Linked DNA regions of Sus scrofa: region 2 is linked to region 1. The links are chromatin contacts, called in public Hi-C maps. All regions are on one chromosome and are shown on one strand. Each heading gives the region's core, a stretch centred on a gene start, on an enhancer-like site or on the middle of the called end of the contact. The rest is flanking DNA. Distances are from core to core; before and after follow the strand shown.

Region 1 (3,845 bases), core at 737-3,236:
CAGAACTGTCACCTAGGCAACATTTAGCCACAAAAATAAGCTCTGAATGGTACCGATGCCCTCAGACTAATCCATCCTAGAAAAGTCTTTTCCTGATACACCAAAGTAAAATTGTCAGCTTCCCAACAGTCTAGGAACCCCTTACCCTGTTATTGTTGACTCTATACACAGCAGAGCTGTCAGTGATGGAAGTCTGAGTGTCCCTGTAAAGGCCTGTTAACAACTGTTTAAAAGAAAAAAATATATGAGGGAGATCAGAATAAACATATAAATAGCAAACCTAAAGAAAGTAATTTTGATATACCTCTCCCAGGTGTCAGGTCACACAAATGAATGTTGCTTGCTGAAAAGCAATAGCTGAAAAGGATCATATTGATTTTTCCCTCTTCTTATAGAAAAACTAATTAACTGCAAAATTCATTCCCCTCGCTCCAGTGAGAGAGGAAGGAAAACCATTGTTTTTAAACCATTATGTTCAAATAATAGTTTCAAATAGTTAGTGGTCAAGTTTACTGACCTTCCACCCAACATTTTTAATCACCAAAGATGATCAGAGAGTATATGTCTTTAGCAGAACAAAAAGAAGAGTAAGTAATAAGGAGAAAACCTCTGCTACTCTCTGTAGCAAAAAACCAAATATTTAAAAATACTAAGTAGATTAAAATAAGTATTAATGAAAAGAAGCCTAAGTGGCCCAATATGTGGAAGGAGAATCACGCTTTTAAAAAGTTCCTTTGACAAATTCTCAAAAGAGTTTGTTACACAATGAATTATACACTGTAATCTCTTCAGCTGTCCTGGCATCCTTAGCCATGGCATGAAAGTAGTTAGTATATAAAACCCTTAAATGGGATAAGGGCTAAATGTCAGTATCTGGCAAGTGCAAGAGAAAAGAAATGGTAGAGAAATCCCAGGTTATTTTGAGTTTTTCAAGAGTCTTTTCATTTTCCCAAAGGAGTCAAGAATTAACTCCCCAGCTGTCAGCATCAGCTCAGTAAACCTCACAGGAATAATGGGATGCCCTAAGTTTTCCTATCAAGTTTAAGAAAGGTGAAAATCAAAGCATTTACTCTGACAAAGAGCAATGTTTTCCCGGAGTCACAAAGGCCAACAAGAAGAACCGCCCTTTGACTGCTCCTTCTGCTCCGGATGAACTTCCAGAACACTGTGGAATAGAAAAAAAGAACCAAAATTACGCCTTGATTACGCGTGTGTGATTGGGTTGGGGAAAATTAAGAGAAGTCTACCACAGAACACCTCATTCACCTGGAGTTTACTCTGTTATTACCACCATTATAATCATTATTTTAGTAACTCTGCTGAGCGCCTGCGACTATTAACTGTCAACTTTTCTGTATCTGCACCCCCTACCTCGACTGCATACTCTTCAAATGCAATCCGGCTTTATTAACCCTGTATCGCTGGCTTCTAGCTCAAACACAGGATGCTCAAACTTGGAGAGAAGACCCTTTGAGTCTTGGCAACAAGAGCAATGGAAGTGGGGAGAACCGCGTGCCTAGGCAAAACAGGGTCTAGTAACCCATGCCCGAGGACTGAAACTTGACTCCTGGGGTCGCGGGAAATCCTCTTTAACGTAGCGCTACTCACGCTGCTTCAGGCAGAAAAGCAGGGAGTTGTATCGAGTGAGTCTTCCTCTCTAGACGCCCCCCAGGTGGCACCGCCACACCGCGTCCGCGGTCGGCACAGCCCAGTCCAAGATCGGATCCCCGCCTGCCCTGCACCCACCTAATCCACCAGCCCCCTCTTTACCTAGCGTCAGCAGCACCGCGACGAGCGCCACCACGACTGACAGCAGCGTCGGGTCCCTCTGCTGTAGCTCCTGCCGCAAGGAGTCCAGGTAGGGATGGAAGGCGCCCCCCATACTGCCGCCATTCCCCATCCGCCGGGAGTCTGCAGAAGCCATGTCTGAGTACTTACACCCGGCACTGCAAAAGCGACGTGGCCCTAGGCTCTGCGCAGGCGTGCGAAGCGGAGCATCACGGGAGTGGTAGTTCCTATGTTGTATTTCCTCTTTCCGAGTCCGGGATCCTGAAGGTCCTGATGGGAGTTGTAGTTCTCTGGGACAGTGTGTTCCCACGGAGAGATGGGCAGTCAGCCGAGGTTTGTGTGACATGTTCATCCTTTAAGATGAGTCAGATGTCTCTGCTGTCTCCATGACCGTGGACAAAATGATGGGAGAATAAAATAAATGCTCAAGAAATCTCCCTTCGTGAAACTTGTGAGGAACTCAAGCGTTTCACAAACATTTCATCGGAAAGTAATGTGGCATGAAGTGTGACAGAGGATGTAAGGCGTGGAATGGGAAGGCAGAAAGGGTCGCTTAGTCCACCTGGGTTCAGGGGAAAGCTCCTGGAGGAAAATGATAGGAACTGAGTTAGGCTCTTCAGGCATAACAGAAGAAAGGTTGCTCTGTGCAGAAGAAAATGAGCAATTCATTGTCCGTACATTGTAAATTGAAAGCTACAACTGAGATAAATACATCAAGGGAAGCAGCCAGGAAAGTCAATGGGAGGGGCAAGGGCCATTAAAAACTTATTCCTGGAGTTCCTGTCGTGGTTCAGCGGTAACAAACCCGACTGGGTACCATGAGGACTCGGGTTCGATTCCTGGCCTCTTTTATTGGGTTAAAGGATCCGGCGTTGCCGTGACCTGTGGTGTAGGTCGCTGATGCCGCTCGGATCTGGTGTGCCTGTGGCTGTGGCTAGGCCAGCAGCTACAGCTCCGATTAGATCCCTAGCCTGGGAACTTCATATGCTGCAGGTGTGGCCCTAAAAAGACAACAGCAACAAATACTGTCACTCCTACCCTAAAGTGGCAGCCACCACTCTTCAGGCAAGAATGTGGGACCAGTGTGGCCAACTCTTGAGTTTTTCAAGAGATGCCAGAAAGACAAGTTCTTAAGGTAAATTTCCCACTTTTCAAATTATAGTAAGTAATAAAAACTTGTGATACCTCATTGCATCAGATGTGGCTGGCTTAGGGACTGCTAGCTTGCAGTCTCTGTCATCAAGCAGGTGTCGTTTCAGCAGAAGTGAGAGGAGATGAAGCAGGAAATGCTGGCAAAAACCAGACCTGAAGGGACTGTGTGCTATGCTGAGGAACCTAGACTTTAGCCAGAATGCAAAAGGAAGTGTCACTGAGAATGAAATAGATGATTGGCATATCAATGGTGAGCTACGGTTTGAGACAGAAAAGTCTGGAGGCAGGGAGACCAGCTAGTAGCTATTGTAGTGTTTTAGCAAACAATGCACAGGGTCTGAACCAAAGGCAGAGGAAAGGAGGGCACAGATATTTAGAAGGCAAATGTATAGGATTTGGTGATTAATTGGATATGCTGAGTTAAGGAAAAGGAGAGTTATCAAGACTGCATCTGAAGCAGTTGCTGTGTGTTATTGGGAAGGTCAAAGGGCTTAACATAAATTGGAGGGAGAACTCAGTTGGAGGGTCTTTGGAGCTGGGGATATAGCCAGATTGAAAACTGCCTCTCTTTTGCTATAGATGGAGTTTCTAGTGCCTCTGAGAATTCGAAAATCCTATGTGGAGCAGGTGATGCAGTAAACGTATGTGAAATTTCAGCAATAAGTGCCATATTTTCATATGTAAATAAATGGTCATTAAACGTGGAGGGCCTGAAGAGTGAGGAGGAGAGGGGATCCCTATGAAGAAGCCTAAGAAGGAAGAGTCAGCAACACAGGAATAAAACGTGTCCTGGAAGTGGTCAGTGGCATCTCTGTAACAGATATGAGGGCTCGAAGGAAAAGTGAGCTCAGAGGGAACAGTGGGGGTTGGGGGAGGTGGGAATGGACCAGAGATTGTAGTAGGTG
Region 2 (3,845 bases), core at 932-3,431, 630 kb before region 1:
CCTCGTGGCACAGTGGTTAACGAATCCGACTAGGAACCATGAGGTTGCGGGTTCGGTCCCTGCCCTTGCTCAGTGGGTTAACGATCCGGCTTTGCCATGAGCTGTGGTGTAGGTTGCAGACGCGGCTCGGATCCCGCGTTGCTGTGGCTCTGGCGTAGGCAGGTGGCTACAGCTCCGATTCAACCCCTAGCCTGGGAACCTCCATATGCCGCAGGAGCGGCCCAAGAAATAGCAAAAAGACAAAAAAAAAAAAAAAAGGATACGGTATTCAAAATAAAACACATACACTTTATTATATAATTAAGCTACAGTTGTGATCAGTATAAATATAAATATTCGAAGGTAGCATGTAGTTAATAATCCTTGATTTCCTCTTCATGTCTAGAAAATTAAATGCACGCATGTGGGAAACTATTACCACAGGGCACTAACCCTACAATACTGCTTTATTAAAAGAAGAAAAAATTCTTAAAGACTGGTTTAAGGAACTGTCTGTAAGGCTCAAGGAAAACTACTTTGTGCAAAGAAATGTACTGTAATTGCAAAGGAAGAGTAGTCGCTGACAGCGGACTCATCTTTACTGTTTCAAGAAGCATAAGAAAAACCTCATTATAAGCCTAGATTTACCGCCTTAAAGTATCTTGATGATTAAAGTGTTCTAAGGACCTATACCTTTTATTTCCTCAATTTATCATTTATTTCCCATCCCTGATTTGTATGGATCCCTAAGTCCAGGGTTCCCCAATTGAGTCCTTCATGTTTTCTGCCACATTTCTGTACCTCCAATACGTTTTTAACCAACTCACTTTTTAAAACTTGCTAAACTTCCCACCCGTGAATGAACCGCTATCACCTGCCATCAATGACCTAAGTCGCAACAATGCTAAGAAGCTAACCAGATGAGGCAGCCCAGGCGAGAGGGCCTTGCCGAGGATCCCTCCCCTGAAGTGGAAGAGTGGCCCGCGGCTAACTCCGCTCCGGGAAGACGAGCAGCTCGCCCACCCCGCCGCCCTCCCGCCGGCCCGGTCTCTAGGTAAGAGCTGACCACCTGGCTGGCCGGGACCGCACGCCGAGGGAGGCCATATCCGGCTTCGCGGGTCAGCCGGGCGTCAGCGAAAAGGCCGGGGGGCGGGGCGCCGGGGCGGAGCCGGGCCGGCGGGGGCGGGCCTGGAGGCCAGCGGGCGGCTGAGGAAGCAGGCCCCAGGCCATTCGGCCGCTCGGCCCGCGGCCCCACCGCAGCCAGGGCTACCTCCAGGCCCAGAGACGGCCGCCCCTCGCCCGTCCGACGTTCGCAATGCGGTTAAGGGCTGCCGCGAGCGCTCCCCGAGCCTTCCCGCCGTTACCTACGGCTGGGGGTGCGCACGCGCGGCACCGCCAACCTGACGTCCAGCCACAGCAGTCAGCACGTTCGTTTTGCCCACTGCTCCTTCACTTTTAATTAAAACAATGTCCTCCCTAACTCCCCCTGTGCTCCGGCAAATGGGCTCACCCACATCCGGGGATCGGAAAGTGAAGGACGTCTGGGTCACGTGATGCTGAGGGCGCGGTCGGCGGGGGTGTGTGACACGCTGGGTTTGGGGCTGGTAAAAGGGTTTGCGCGCACGTAATGTAGGGTCTGGAGATACGGGAGCGCGTTCGGACTCCTGCCGTTTCTCTTGGCTTAGGTCGTTGTTTTCACATCATCCTCTCCCTCCTAACCACTTCTCTTACCACACGTTGGGCGGGGAGGAGGGGAACTTGCTTGGCTGTCCGGACCCCCCCCCCTCGCTTCCGCATTTGGTATATCCCGCCTCGGGCCGGAAGCCGTGGCTGTGGGGCGGCCTCCCAGGCCTGTATGGACGGTGGTGGCCCGAGAGGGTCATTTCTAGCGAGGGAAAAGGCGTCCCAGTTTTGCTCATGTAACTGCATGTTTCACAGAGCTCTAAAGCAGAGATGAATAAAACTGCCCTCCCCCCGGGAAACGCAGGCGTCTCGTGTCTGGAAAGACCGTGTGACAGGCAATATACCAAGATCCTGATGGGGATCATTCTCTGTGCCCAGAGAACTATGGGACCCGCGGAGGGGCGGGGACTGCGCTCTTCTGGCTCTTAGAGAACGACTCCTGCAGAAGACGACCTGGGAGCTAAATTTTTTGGACAGTTTGGGGTTAGCTGGGGAAAAAAGGAAGAAGACAGAGCATTCCAGGCATTGGGACAGTCGTATGTGTAAGAAAACTTTGTTCAGGAAAGTGGTAATGCTTCATTCTGTTGAGTGAGGCAAGTGTTTGAGACGTAGTCATTTCCTGGTCATTGCCCCTCTTTGCCCGTCTTGTGCTTTCCTTTTTTCCAGCCCCTGAAGAGAGAAGGCACCTTAGCGCCTAACTCTGGAAATGGCATGTTGGTTCTGATGAGCTGACGCCAGCTTTGAGTTTGGAAGGAAAAATGGGTGTGTTAGTGATGGGGTAAAGAACTTTGAGTGCAAAGGCTGGAAAGGATAACAGAGTTAGAGGTGTTCGGAAGAGGGACAGGTGAAAAAAGATTGAGGCCAAATTGAGGAAAGATGTGCTGAGTCACTGACAAAAAATTTTACTACACACAGCAATTGGAAGCAGTAATACCTGAGCAGTTGGTCACAAAGTCGACCTGACTTGGTTAGTAGATCATAAGGACAAAAGGTAGATCAAGGGCAGGATGTGGGCTGAAGCTGGAGTGATCTGAGAAACCCTTACAGAAAGGTGGGATCTGTGTGTGACTGGGAAAATCAGCTGGAAGGGACTGTGATCTTGTAAATAACCTGACCCGGATGAGATGAGTCTTTCCCAAAGTGATATCATGCCAAAAGACACATCCAGGCTAAAAAGCTTGGAGAACCCCTAGTGCTAGATTACATCATCTCCTCATGCTTAAGAAATAACCTCTTTGGCTTTCAGATCTGGCAAGAGCAAAGCTGCAGGAAAATGGACAGTGAGGTACAGAGAGATGGAAGGATCTTGGATTTGATTGACGATGCTTGGCGAGAGGACAAGCTGCCTTATGAAGATGTTGCAATACCACTGGTAGGCCCCTGCTTATTCTGAGGTGATGGGTTAAAGGTCTGATATAGTAGAAGTAGGATATCAATGGGCACATAAACTAGTAAAGCAAAGAAATCAGTGCTGTAGAGTCCTCTAACTCTAGAATCCTCTGAAGAACAATTATCTTGTTTTTTTTTTATTTGAAGAGAAATGTGTTTCAGAGAACTGATGTGACCAGCTCAGTTAGGGGTCATGCCAGAACTAGAGCCCAGGTCTTCTGAGCCATGTTCTGTCTGCCACACCACAGGTGGGTTTATCAGTTGACATTTTTAGACACTCACATTTTTGAAACACACACCTATCCTAGGTTCCCTGGAAAATACTCAGAAGACACCTGGCTTTTCTTTTTTTTGCATTTAGACCATCGAGCTCTCTTGTTTCCTGATCTTTGGAAAATTCTGCAAGGAGTTTGTTAAATCTCGTGTTATAAGTTATCTAAACTTTTTTTTTTTTTTTGAATGAGGGCTTATTAAAATTTGTATTTATGTTACCAAGGCCTAACAAGGAGAACAGGGAGTTTTCCTTTAGAGCCTACCAACTTTCCTAGGAAGAGCTGGTAATAGAAGACAGCTTGCAGGCGGACTGCTGCTGCCATTGACATTTCATTTAAGAATAAGTGATAACAGAGTTCCCTGGTGGCCTAGCAGGTGAAGGATCCATCATTGCTGTGGCTCTGGTCATTACTATGGCATGAGTTCAGTCCCTAGTCCAGGAACTTATGCATGCTTAAGGCATGGCAAAAGGGGGGGGCGGGTAATATGTTCAATGAATAATACACATAACACATAACTTA

Evidence for each region. A called contact is a pair of places that touch in the nucleus more often than the background predicts.
Region 2: a contact with region 1 is called in a Hi-C map of liver, with 8 times the contacts expected there. The contact joins the promoter of ANAPC13 here to the promoter of SRPRB in region 1. A contact is called at or near these places in 1 of 5 promoter capture datasets (liver), 3 of 47 Hi-C or Micro-C datasets (heart right ventricle, liver and skeletal muscle) and 1 of 2 datasets of contacts at active chromatin or transcription factors (alveolar macrophages).

The regions. Positions count from the first base shown.
Region 1 is chr13:74,974,171-74,978,015 of Sscrofa11.1, reverse strand. SRPRB (signal recognition particle receptor subunit beta) reads right to left here and starts at 1,986. Exons shown (of 7, transcript XM_021069470.1): 1 at 1,771-1,986; 2 at 1,071-1,165; 3 at 146-223. The coding sequence starts at 1,924.
Region 2 is chr13:75,603,351-75,607,195 of Sscrofa11.1, reverse strand. ANAPC13 (anaphase promoting complex subunit 13) reads left to right here and starts at 2,181. Exons shown (of 3, transcript NM_001178070.1): 1 at 2,181-2,204; 2 at 2,909-3,034. The coding sequence starts at 2,936. It overlaps CEP63 (centrosomal protein of 63 kDa), which reads right to left and starts at 1,572. Exons shown (of 13, transcript XM_021069477.1): 1 at 1,490-1,572.